Regions from separate parts of the Rattus norvegicus genome. Here region 2 is linked to region 1. The links are chromatin contacts, called in public Hi-C maps. All regions are on one chromosome and are shown on one strand. The core of a region is the stretch at or near the end of the contact, and the rest is flanking DNA. Distances in the headings are between cores, read along the strand shown. Region 1 holds the start of Itga9 (integrin subunit alpha 9). Region 2 overlaps Itga9 (integrin subunit alpha 9).

Region 1 (6,640 bases), core at 263-2,762:
CCATTGTGGGCAGTGCCATTCCTGGCCCTGGTGGTCCTGTGTTCTCTAAGAAAGCAGGCCATGGGGAGCAAACCAGTAAGCAGCCTCCCTCCATGGCCTCTGCATCAGCTCCTGCCTCCAGGTTCCTGCCCTGGGTTAGTTCCTCCAGGTTCCTGCCCTGGGTTAGTTCCTGTCCTGACTTCCTTCGATGATGAACAGTGATGTGGAAGTGTAAGCCAAAAAAACCCTTTCCTCTGTCACGTGTTTTTGGTCATGGTGTTTAACCCAAGTAAGGCAGCAGTTGTGTGTCCGAGCTATGCAAATCACCTGAGTGCAGTGGCTTAAGACAGCAACATTAATCGTCTAACGATTCTGGAGGTCATGGGTCTTACTGGACTGATGCCAAGACTTCTATCTCTGGGCTGCCTTCCTGGAAGGGGTAGGGGAGAAGACATTTCTCTGTCCTTGGTCTTTGAAGCTGCCTGACTTCTTTACCTCATGGACCTAGCAGTGACTCAGCTTCCTTTGTCACAACTCTTCTGATGACAGCCAGGAGAGGCTCTTCACTTGGAAAGATCCCTGAGTTTAGGCTACTGGGGAGTAGATAGCCCTGGAATGTGCACCCTCACACACCCTTGCCTATCCTAGGCTTGTGCATGTAAGGACAAACCCAATTAGAAAGAAAGAGACGAAAGCAGCATGTGCGTTTAGCATGAATGAGACTTCCGAAGTGGAGAGGGTGGGGAGGAGTGGGGAGAGGGTGGTGCTTTTACCAGAGTAAAGAGTTAGTTCAGTAATAACATTAAACTTGGACTAGCCAATTTCACAGAGTCAGAGATAAATGAAACTTGCCAGGGGCTGGACTGGGCGGGGCGTGCTTGTTAAACTTGTATGTAATTTAATTTGCAAGATGATCATCGAACAACCAAAATGAGGTTAAGACATTAACTTCATGCAATGTACGCTTCACCTTAATCTCCCACACGCAGGGGAGCACACCTGGCTGCATTGTGTGTCCCCCGACTTGGAAAGCACTGGCCAGGTCTGGGAGTATGGAAGTCCACATGACTAATTCTTTTTTTTTTTTTTTTTTGGTTCTTTTTTTTTCGGAGCTGGGGACCGAACCCAGGGCCTTGCGCTTCCTAGGTAAGCGCTCTACCACTGAGCTAAATCCCCAGCCCCTCACATGACTAATTCTTAAGGCAACTGACTGGAGGTCTTGAGCGGTTCCCTCTGAAGAAGAGCTTCCAGACGGGCAGGGCCAGAATATTCACTCATCCTTGGCTCGGGTGACTTTAGGCCTTTGTGTGTGAAAGAGACTTGAGAAAGACTCACAGTGTAAGACAAAAGGAGAGAGACCCAGCCAGCTTGGACCCCACAGAGCCTAGGATACTGGAGAGGATGTGGTTCATCCAGGTTCAGCACCAGGTCCAGGCGGTGCTCCGGGAGCCGCGTCCAGCAGGGGGCGCTGCGGGCCCGTCCCGCCAGGGCCGCCCGGGCCGCCCACCCCTCGGGCGCGCCTCTCCGCAGTCCAGTGCCGCCCGGGCCCCGGACCCACTCCATCGGAGAGCGCAGAGCTCTCGGCGGGGATCGAGAGGACGCGGCGCGCTGGCGGCCTCCCCTGGCCTCTTTCCTGCTCGCGCTGCAGCCCTTCCCAGCGTCCCGGGCTCAGACTTGGAGTGCACAGCTCGCGCCCCGGGCAGCGTCGTGTCCCGGGAGCCCCGATCGCGGGGCAGGGCGCAGGGCGGCGGCCGGCTGGGGATGGGCGGCCCGGCTGCAAAGGGGACCGGCGCCGGGGGGCTCCGCGCGCTGCTGCTGGCGCTGGTGGCCGCGGGGGTCCCGGCGGGCGCCTACAACATCGACGCGCAGCGCCCGGTGCGCTTCCAGGGCCCCCCGGGCTCCTTCTTCGGCTACGCGGTGCTGGAGCACTTCCACGACAACACGCGCTGGTGAGTGTACCCCCTGTGGATCCTCGACTCCGGTGCGGCCACCCCGCGATCCCCCAAGTCCGCCGCCGCCTTTCCGGCCTCTTCCACGCCGCCTCCCGAGGAGCCGATTTAAATGTCCAACGGCCACGCTGACATCCTGGCCTGCTCTCCGAGGCCCCGGGGGTCCCTGGGGTCCCTGCTCTCCCTGGGCATTCAGGCGCAGCTTCATTCTCGCCACAGTAAAGTTAGTTGGCTGTCTGCCCTCGAGGGGCCACCGCTGGCTGGCCGACTGCCCCAGATTCCCGGAGGGCCCCTAGGAGGCCAGGCTGCTCTCGGGGGACCACTCCATGTAACTCTAGGGCAGCAGCACGCAAGAAGCAGGGAAACAGGGGATGGGTGGGAGTTGGTTCTGGGGGGCGTAGGGATCTCCAGAGGGGAACTGGGGACCCCACAAGGTTCTGAGAGGATCTGGGATGCATGGAGGACTCCCCCCACTCAAGGAACAGACTGTGTGGTTGGTGGGCAGCCTGGAGCTCTTCTCCCACGTGCCAGTCTAGAGACAGGACTTAAGAGAATGAGGTTTTTGGATCAAGGGGTATGGTTGCTGACTAGCGAGATGGGTGGGCCTGCAGGAAAGAATGTCTCTCCCTCATTAAGCATCAATAGTGAAGTTAACTGACCCTTCAGCAGAAGCGCTTAGAGAAGATAGGTAGACCGCTTTCCTGGAATGAAGCGGCCGCTGCACCACGCCCACCTTCTCATAGCAGCTAGAGTTCAGTTCAACCTCGTTCTAGATGATGTTACTGTGGGACCAGGAGATGGCTAGTTCAAGTTGAGGGTGTTATTCAGTGAGTGAGCATCCTTAGAGGCAGCGGGCTGGGAGATGGAGACCGGGAATGTGTGTGTGTTGGATATGTAACACACTGGGAGTCTGTGCTCAGAACTGGACAGGGGCAGAGCAAATAGGGGGTTTGTGGATGCGGGCCTTCCAGAACCTTGGGGAAAGAGAACTTTGCGACTGGCCTTTTTAACACGGCCATGTACTTAAGAGAGCAGTTTCCAAAGTCCTTTCGTCCACATCCTTTCCTGACGTTGATTCTAGTCACAGTGTTACCAGCCACAGTTGCTTCCTGCGTTTGACAAACCCTTTTCAGACAGCAGGGCAGAACACTTTCCTATTGTCCCCTGACTCCAGGTCCACCATGGGCTTTGGGCTTGGTACAGATTACAGCTGGAGAGTTTGTAGAGTACATCCCAGAACCCCACATAGTGTGGCCTTGGCACTAGCATATGGGAGGAGCTGTCAAAGATAGAAGGGCTGTTCTGGGTTGGGGGCTACTAAGGAAAGGTCAGGCAGCCAAGGGAGCCAAAGGTGTGGCTAGCCGCTGTGCTCTGCAACAACCTGGGTCTAGGGACAGGGGCCAGGCTCCTGTCACCTGGATTTGGATGGTCCCCAGATCACAGCCTCTCTGGTCGGTAACTAGATAGGAGCAGAGCCAGCAGAGGAGCGAGGTGTTCAGCTTGCTTCGTTTTTAAAAGAGGTTGTGAATAAGTTTTGCAGAGAAAGAGGGTTTGGTCTGATGCTTGGGCACCCATGCTGCATTGCTGTGGTGGTCATGCTGGGGCTTGACCTCATCAGGAAAGGGTAAGGCATTTCTGTGGGGACAAGCAGCTGGCCTGCTGATCTCAGAAGTGTCCCACCTGCTGCCCAACCACTCCCTACCCTGGAGTGCTACTGCTCCCTCAGGTTTTTAGCAGCCCCTGAAATAAATAAATAAATAAATAAATAAATAAATAAATAAATAAATATACATGTGTGTATATCTCATATATAAGATATAATTTTTACAAATATAAAATCTCTTTGAAGCAGACGGTATTCTCACTATAGTACCATAGTCTCTTCTTGAATTCTTTTGCTGCTTAAAAAAAAAAAACAACCCTTTCCTCCCCACACTTTTCTTTCTTCTTTCATTTCCCTAACATTTTCCCCTCAGCTTTAAATACAGCTTCTTCTGCTGCTATTCCTAGTCAGGGGCCTGTGAACTTTGAAGCAAGAGAAACTTCCATTTCTTCTCTCCTCCTCTGGAGTGAGACCTGTGTGAGGTCAACAGAGCCTGGGACAAAGGCTTTTCACTTACACAAGCCCCTACTGCAGCCCCAGGTTTACTTTTATGCCTATATGTTAAGAAAATCTTAGAGGTAGCCATGGGTCTAGTCTTGTGAAATCTGCGTTGACCCTCAATCTTTGCCTTAACTTAACAACTCTAGGGTCGGTTGATTGACTTAATGACTGAATGTAAGTCTCTTAGTATTAGGTAGTTCCCGACCATTGTCCTCTAAACTTCCTGGGTCGTTTCCAGTTGCTTATAATTGTAATAACATATGTAAGCATTCTTACAGTGAAACGCTGTGGACGTTCTTAATTATTTCCTCCCAATCAATTCCTGGAATCAGAATTCCTCAGTCAGCTAGAATGACAGTTTTACAGTATTCTGTATTGTATTACAAAGGTTCCTGTGAAGTGGGAAACACGGGGGATTTGGGTCTTGGAGTTTAGTAGCTGTTTAGCCAAAGGGTGGTGTGGTGCAGAGAGTGGGAGAGCAGAGAAAACTTGGTGGAGTAGCTTAGAAAGTTCACAGTCTAAAGTGGGGAGAGAAGAGGTGTCTCCAGGAGAAACAACGATGAAACCTGGGTAGGAAAGATGGCTAACGTTAAGTAAACATTGTATCTTCTGTTCCTCTTCCAGATGAAATGGTCTTTAGTTTATCAGTTGTGATGTGATTTGGGACCTTCGCTTCATGCTAACTAGCTCTGGGTTGTATTGTGCACAGGGCAGAGAGAATGTGCTGGAAAGGACAGGGAGAACCCAGACACCAGGTGGCAGAGCTGAGGGATCCAGGTCGTGGTACCAGTTCCTGTTACTGTAACACACACCTGAGTTAGAAAACTTACAAAGAGCAGAGGTTCCTTTTGGCAAGATTCTGACTGGAGGCGATGGTTGTTGGCCCTGATGCTTTTTAGCTCTGTCAGGATCAGGGCTGCATCATTGTGGAAGTTCATGAAGGGCAAAAATAGAGAAAGAGGCAGGGGCTGGGCTGTCCTTTTTAAAGAGTGAGACTTCCCACAGGCCTAACCCCATAAAGGTTTACCACCACTCAGCAGTGTTAAACTGGACCTGAGCCTGCACCACAGGATGTTTTACAAGACCCACAGGCGTGTGTGTGTGTGTGTGTGTGTGTGTGTGTGTGTGTGTGTGTGTGTGTGTGACAGAGCACATGAAGTGTCTCTGCGGTGAAACTGTCAGCTCTTTGGTCTGTAGCCAAGTGCTTTATGAACTCAAATTGTTCCTTCTTGAGGGAGGTCAATGCCCGCATGAAAACAGGGGGGACCTTGCCTCTCAGAACCCCTGTGTTGAGTCTGGCTCCCGAAACCATACTCCCATTCATGACACAACCAGACCCAGCCTTGTTCAAAGTACTTCTTGAACAGACCCTTGTCACCGTGCCTTGGTCAGCAAGAATTGTCCCTGTGGATAAACCATAAGAACCCGATGGCATTGGTACCAGTTTTGATGCAGACATGAAAGTGACCGAGCTTTTTTTCCCTTTCTTCTGATGATACCCAGAGAGCGTCTGCACACTCAGAACTCTCCCGTCCCTCCCCTCCCCAACCCTGATTCTTCTGGCATCCTTTGAACAACAGGAGTAGGTGCCAGGGAACATAGACAAAGCCAATTTCTGTCCCCTTCTCTAGCAGTTTCTCAGCTGCAGAACGGACAACTGTGACACTCTGAGATATAAATAAATGGAGTCTGGCTGCCCCAGCACCCCCCCCCCCTCGCCCCCGACGCTCTGGAGTCCAAAGTGGTTGGGTGCGCTGGCTTCCTCTCTGGCGACGTGCTTCCTGCTTCTCCTGGGACAGCAAGACTGCCGTGCTCAGGCACTGAGCGAGCTCTCGGAAGTGGCAGGCTGGCAGGGCATCATTGAGTGAGGAGTCAGTCGGAGCAACTCCAGCGTTCCGTTTGCATTTAGAGCTGAGGAGTCAAAGTTCTGATGTGCTGCCAGGTGACGTGGCCACCTGCCGGGGTATTGTGATTTACAGAAAAGTGGACTAAAACTAGACAGAATTAAGAATCCAGCTCACAGTCATGAATGAGAGGTCACGTGGTTGTGTCTGGGGCAGTCCGAATAGGGAAATGTTTATCAGCCCCAGAAGGTTCTACTGACTAAAGTCTTAAAGAGTTAGGAAAGGCTTGAAGGAAACTCAAAAGCAACAACAAGAGGGTCAGTCCTTAGCATATTTAACTATTAAAACCCCAGGAGCATGGGCTTATCAAAAACTTGTGCAGCATGGTAGGTGGACAAGCTTTCTTTTCATCTGTGAAACTTTGAAGCGCCTGTCGTGTACCTGGAGGTAATGGGAAAAGCCACCCACTGCTTTCTGGGGTTCAAAATATCAGCTGCATCCAGCTGAGGGGAGGCAGACGTGGGGTGTTTATTCAGAGGGAAGAGGGAGATTCCTAAGAAGGTGAAGGGTTTAGAAGGGGGCCTTGGGATTTGGGGCTCTGCTCCCCAACCCCATCTGGCCTTGTCAATCTCTGTGAGGAAACACGGGAACCGGTGTTAGTCCAGCCGGTGTTAGTCCAGCCGTCTAAGCTCTCTGACCTGTGTTGGCTCATTGCGCATGCTCAGTGAGTTCTACTCAACTCTGAGCTTGGGGAGTGTGCGGGG
Region 2 (6,839 bases), core at 2,322-4,821, 200 kb after region 1:
AAGAATTCAATATTTTTTCAGTCCGTACGTCCAGATGCCTCAGCTGGTATTCAGGACGTGCCAGAATCTTGAACAACTATGCTCTAATGTCAGTGAAGGGATGAACTTGCCAGTGAGAGAGAAGACAAGCAAAGAGCAAAAGCTCCTACCTCTGTCCTTTATAGGCATGGTCCAGATCTAAGGTGGATCTTCCCACCTCAAAAGGTCTGGATTTAGGGTATGTCTTCCCACCTCAAATGATTCAATCAAGAAAAATCCCTCACAGGTGTACCCAGATGTTTTCGGTTTTAGATAAATCCAGATGTAGTCAAGTTGACAACCAAGAATGGCCATCACAGAGACCACGTCTTCTTTCTATGTGCACAAATTAGACACAGAGAAATTACTAATGATAGACCAGAATAACTATAATAATATGCTACAATAAAATGGTTATTGTTATAGGGTTAGTATTGATATCCTCTTTGAGTCCATTCTTAAGTAGAGCCCGAAAATCAATACTTGGAGACAGACACTAACAGTGAAGTCCCACCTCCAGCCAGCCATGTTGTGGCTTGAATGTGAAGTGTCCCCCACAGGCCTAAAATATCTGAATGCTTAGCCCCCAGCTGGTGCCACTGCTTGGGGAAGTTATGGAACCTTTAGGAGGTGTAGCCTTGTATCAGGGGCAGGCATCAGGGATTATTGCCTTATCTTACTTACAGTTGTTAGCCTCTCAGTTCCCAATCTAACGTCATACTGGAAAGTAGGAGACAGCCAGAACCCTGGGGCTCGATGTCCAGGCAGACCAGCCACCTCAGTGAGTTCAGTGGGAGACCCTGTCTCAAAAAAACAAGGCAGATGGCTCGTGAGGAATGACGTCCGAGGCTGACTTCTAACTGCCATCCTACGAACACTTGAATATACAGACAAGAGACGGATGGGAGGTACCCTTGTGGAAGTCATCTATGAACCACAAAGTTTAAAGGTTATGTGTTATTCTGAGCCTAGGGCTCCTTCCAGAGGAGCCCAGACCCCTGTTTTTCAGAAGTAACAGGATTAACTGGTATCTGTATCTTTCTAGAGTCAGGCTTTACTCTGTAGGCCACTTCCTGTTGAGAACACCGGCAGAGGACCTTGTGGTAGGCAGAACCCTTCCTGTCTGGATCCCTTTATCCCTGTCCTGAGTTTCTGGCCTCATTCCTGATACCAGGAACTCTGTCTTCTGCCTATCAACAGTGCTTGGTACGAGTACCACCTCCTATTGCCTCAATACCCCTCATCCTGCCTAGAGTCAGTGCAGAGATATTCCTTATCCCAGTTGGGATAACTCTGAGGCTATGTTTTTCAAGGTTCCAGACACCGAGAGAGGTCACTGGCTTGATGCCACAGCCCTCACCAGTTGCCTACTCCTTAGTGTGGCCTTCCCTGGGTGAGTTTTGGAGATCTCTCCTGTAGTACCACTTGCTTCAAACCTGTCTCCTTTTGGGGTATCCCACGCTAAGATGTTCCTGTTCTCCAAATGCCCCTGGCTCACTTTCCTATCCCCAGAATATCACAGGTGTCAAGTGATACCCCTGCCTGACATCTAAGCCTTGAACATCAGATTCAAGTAAAATTTAGAAATTACACTGTTGGAAAATTCACATGAATACTTTCTTGTTTGGCCATCTCTCAACATTCACAAGGCTAATTAAGTTATTTTGTAAATTTTTCAGGCATCATATTTTGGTCATATTCTTTCTCCTCCCCCAGGTCCCCTCCCTACCCATTCCACTTGATAGTTTACAAGTGCATTTTGAAGAGATTTAGCACTATCCCTGTGGCTGTTCTTTTGGGTGCTGGGATTAAACCTGCAACCTTACATCAGCTAGGCAAGCACTTTACCCCTCAGTGTGTGTGTGTGTGTGTGTGTGTGTGTGTGTGTGGTGTGTATGAGAAAATTCTCTTGCAGCAGTCATCTTGTTGGGTGTAATTGACGTGGACGCACTTAGTGGTTGTACAGTTAGCATTGTTCAGTTGATGCTGGTAGCAAGAGGAAAGCACGTAGCTTATACCTCCAGGTAAGATCACAGTTGAGATCTTTAGGAACATTTGAAAATATCCACTGGGGGTGGGGCATCACTGGATATCCTTCAGCTACCTCATGTTCTTCCTGTTGAATCTTTAGAACAATTTATCTGGAAAGAAGGGGGAGTTCTTGTCCACGAGGATTCAGCATAAGTCATTGATACATGCACCAAGTCCACCCCAGTAAGGAACTTTGGATGGTCTTCATGCTGGACAGAAGGAATGAGGCCAAAGAATAAGTGTAGCAAAGATTCTGGGACCTCATGCAACTCCCGTTGGTCACCAGTACCAACTGGCATTTGGAACAACGAGTGAATTCATGCTAAAGAATTAGGGACTCCATAATACATTCCAAAGGTGTATTAGTGTGTATCAGGAGGGCTGCAGAGATCCCTGACTGAGCTTCTGGAGGTTCAATTCCCAGCACCCGTGTGGTCATAAATATCTGTAACTCTAGTTCCGGGGACCTGCCATCCTCTTCTGGCCTCCACAGGCACTAGGCATGCACACAGTTACACAGAGGCATGCAGGCAACACACACACACAGAACACACAATACGAAGATATATTAAAGAGGAATTTTTAATAAAAAAAATAAGTTATATGTGTTCCTCAAGCTATGAAAGTGCCAGAAGATGAGGCTTACGGAAACAGCGCAGTTTAAATCTTTGATGTCTATTAACGATGCCTTTTACTTGAAAGTGCAGCCAGGGCCTGCGTACAAAGGAGCACGACCCGCGACTGCACAAGCAAATTAGAATTAATGGGAAATTTTATCAGAGGATAAAATTCCTCGAAAATTAGAAAGGTTGTTCCTCAATAAATAAACAAGCACCCGTGGAATGTCTGGCACACAAACTGTGCACGATTGTTTTAGACTCTTGGCAGGCCTGTCTGAGCAGCAGGTCTTCACACAGGCCTGTTCTATTCCGAAGTCATTGAAAGAACCTTTCTCGCCAGAGCCCTTCCCCATGTGATGGGCTTCATTATACAAGAGCTGCAGCATGGATAGCCAAGGACATTTGACCCTTGCTCTAGCTCAGAGCCAGCATGGCTGGGTGACCTCAGGTGAGTGGGTCCTCGCTCAGACTCAGCTTCTCCCTCTGGGAAATGGGAAGGTTGGACTGACAGTCGAAGGTCTGCTTGGGGGCACTTGTCTGCTGTTCAATGCGGACTCATAGAACTTCCGTAGGGGAGGCCAGCCTCTGACACCCCACTGAAGGATTAAATGACCAACACACCAGTTCCAGGCCAATCTTCCTAATTGTCAGGACATTAGACTCCCTTAGAAATTTGGTGTTGGAACCAATTCTGCCCTTGTGAGCAGACCAGAGCAAAGGCTCCTGGCCCCGCTGTCAGACCCTGTGGTAGAGACATGGTCCTCTGTCCCAGATTACTATGCAGGATCTACCAGTAGCCACACATACAAAGCAATGATTCTCTCTCCCCCAGAGCTAGCTGTGAACTGCCAACAGCTCCTGGGTGAGGGACACGACCTGGAGAGAACCTCCCTGACCTACGCTGGAATTTAGTCTGGATTGATCTGGTTCGAGTAACCACAGCTTGTGTGACATTTAAGTGCCACACCATGTCAAGTCTGGAAGTTTGTGTCTCACGTCCCTGAACCCTCCCCTTACATGGCACTGAAGAGTGTCAAGTGGACTTAGTGGGTATGGTTTGAATGCACATGGTCCCATAGACTCAAATATTTGGATGTTTGGTCCCTCAGATGGTGGAAATGTTTAGGAAGGATTGGGAAGTGTGGGCTTTTTGGAGGAAGTATGTCAGTGGGGATGGGTTTTGAGGTTTCAAAACCCACAGCATTCTCAGTTAGTCTCTCTCGCTCTCTCTCGTTCTCTCTTGCTCTCTCTCACTCTCTCGCTCTCTCTCACTCTCTCCCTCTCTCACTCTTGCTCTCCTGTGTGTGTGTGTGTGTGTGTGTGTCTGTGTCTGTCTGTCTGTCTGTCTGTCTGTCTGTCTGTCTGTCTGTCTGCCTGCCTGCCTGCCTGCCTGCCTGCCTGTCTGCCTGTGTGCCTATGATTTTGGATCAGATGTAAGCTCTCGGCTACTGCTCTTGCGCCATGCCTGCCAGCTGCCATGCTCCCTGACATGATAGTCATGGATTCGAACCATCTGGAACTGTGAGCTCCAATTAAGTGCTTTCTTTTATAAGTTGCCTTGGTCATGGTATTTTGTCACAACAGTAGAAAAGTAACTGAGGCAGTGAGTTATCAGAGAGATGGGGACGGATTATGAAGTTGAGTTGGGAGTCAGAAGGAAAAACTGCAAGTATAAATGACCATGTTTAATTATATATATGTACGAAAATTCTTTTTAAATTAATTTTAAAAATTAGTGTGAAGCTACCTTGGTAAAGTTCTGAGAAGAATTCATGTAGCTGGTGAACTCACAACAGGGACGTTGTCATTCACAGGGGGAGATCAGGAAGGACCTCTGGCACTATGGCAGACAGGGGACTAAAGGACGCAGGTGACAGTGGGAAGGAGTGGGCTTTGGAGGCATGGGAGGCTCTCACTTCTCCTCCAGCCTCCACCTCTCTGCTTCGTGATTTCCTCAGCTCTAAAAGCGGCTTTCCCATCCAGTCCTGTGAGTCCTCAGAAAGGCTTGTTTGACAGTACCCGGTCCTGTGCTAGTAAATGTATTTTCATTTCATTTCTAAGAATAACTTAGGGAGCAGCGACCTACTGTTTTGGTTATAGAGTTTTAGCTTTAGAGAAAGAATGAAAACAACTCCGAGGTTTCTCTTTTCAAAGTTTTGAGTCCACTGTCTACCCTGGAAGGTGCCTGGCTTCCCTTAATCACAGAGCCAGAATCACTTGACTACGAAAACCCAGGAATGACCTTACTGCATGGTTAAGTGGCAGAGGCCCGTGGTGAGGGGCCTGGCAGGAGTTCAGGTGTCTCTGGCCTGATTCCTTGGCATTCACACAGGAGAGAAAGAGACCTAGTCTTGTGAACTACAACACTCAGAGAGGCGGCAGCTCTCTAGCCTGTGATGCTGTGCCTGCCTATGTGGTCTCTCTGCTTAATATTCCACAGTGCCTGCTCTCTCTGAGGTGACTGGCCTTCTGTGAGCATGCATGCAGGTCCTTCTCCTGGTCAAGCTAGGTTAATGCTGTTCCATACTCAAGGACTGACAGTTCCCTTTCATGTTACAAAAGCAAATGGGGACAGAAATAACCCATCAATTGTTTAGAACCAGACTGGCCAACAATAATAAATCTTCAGCACAAAGGCTTGAGGTCGAGGTCTTAATTCGTTGGAGACCATTCAAGAATTCGTAACTCTCTTCCCTGAGTTAATTTTTCACATCTTGTTTGGATCCTCAGAGTTCTCGCTTCCAAAGTGAGGCCATCCGATTTCTTGTCGCGCATGTTTTTCTTGTTGGCGTGCCAGACACGCTAGACAGCAGGGCTTCTCTCTGCAGATGCGTAATGATGGTTTCCTTCCCCCATGAAATCTGTATTTCAAAGAATCATAGCCGTTTGAGTGTGTGAATAGTCCTCTTCTCTTGCACGCCATATTAGCTATGTTAATTGCCACAGACAACAAAGCATATGGCAGTTAACTGAAATCTAACGTATTGGAAAGATACAAGCCAGTTCAGATGGGGCTTAAAAGAGGGTTGGGGGTTGGGAGCATGAACAAGTTCAAGAGGAAGCAAGGGAGGCAAGGTGTAGCTCATGGAAGTGACTTCTGTGTCTTCAAACCTTCTGTGGCCAACTCAGAATGCTCTTGTGAAACCTCCAAAACCCAGAGCTGTCAACAGGAGTGCTAGTCACCAAAGCAGGGCCACTTGGACATCGTAGATCATGGGTCTGTCTTTAATCAGGTGCCCACAGCTTAAAGACCATGAGGGGTTAACTGTCCCTGATCTGTTGGTATACCCTTCACATCTGTCATGGAGTCTCTGAGCCAAAGAGCCCAAAGAAACAACTGTCCGTTGCACAAGGTCTCAGGCGTCTCCACGTCTTCCGTTAACCAGCTGACCAGTTAACAACTGGGAGTGACTTCGTTCTGTGCAGAGCTTACATGGCTTGGTAAACTCATCTCTGTTATCACCTCTGTCTTCATCATCATCATCCTCGGCCAATTCACCCCACCCCCGGCTCTCCTGCCACTGCCACACCCCAAACTCCCTCCCCTTCTCTCCATGCCAAGGACAGACGGCCACACAGGAGTCTGCATCCTCCACCCACACCCAGCAGCTGTGTCTCACACACTGTCCATTCAGTCACAGCTTTCCACGTGTTCACCAGGCCCCACCAGTAACTGATTCCTGTCCCGTGTTCATCCATGTGCTTTCTCTGATGGCACTTTCCCATTCCTGTGCCGATGCACTGTGATAATTCCCACCTTAAAAACATGATCTCCACAGTCCACTTCTCCGGTAGCACTTATCCTATTTGTCCAAACTCTATTTTACTGAAACAAACACCTTCAGATCCCCCTCTGTGCTCACCTCCAGATCCCCCCTGTGTTCACCTCCAGATCCCCCTGTGCTTACCTCCAGATCCCCCTCTGTGCTCACCTCCAGATCCACCTGTGCTCACCTCCAGATCCCCCTGTGCTCACCTCCAGATCCCCCTGTGCTCACCTCCAGATCCCCCCTGTGCTCACCTCTAGATCCCCCCTGTGCTCACCTCCAGATGCCCCTGTGCTCACCTCCAGATCCCCCCCTGTGTTCACCTCTAGATCCCCCCTGTGTTCACCTCCAGATCCACCTGTGCTCACCTCTAGATCCCCCCTGTGTTCACCTCCAGATCCCC

Evidence for each region. A called contact is a pair of places that touch in the nucleus more often than the background predicts.
Region 2: a Hi-C map of liver shows a contact between it and region 1, with 2.8 times the contacts expected there. The contact joins the enhancer-like site here to the promoter of Itga9 in region 1. A contact is called at or near these places in 4 of 12 Hi-C or Micro-C datasets (Schwann cells, hepatocytes, kidney and 1 more).

The regions. Positions count from the first base shown.
Region 1 is chr8:127,183,777-127,190,416 of GRCr8, forward strand. Itga9 (integrin subunit alpha 9) reads left to right here and starts at 1,513. Exons shown (of 28, transcript NM_001420002.1): 1 at 1,513-1,928. The coding sequence starts at 1,741.
Region 2 is chr8:127,380,455-127,387,293 of GRCr8, forward strand. The region is part of intron 17 of Itga9 (integrin subunit alpha 9); the gene reads left to right. Among named protein-coding and RNA genes, the nearest start is that of Trnaa-ggc2, 130 kb to the left of the region's middle. Within about 2 kb of position 3,572, at least 9 of the 93 cell types and tissues checked have an H3K27ac peak or open chromatin away from gene starts, as enhancers often do. A contact at or near this core is called in liver, where this site is marked.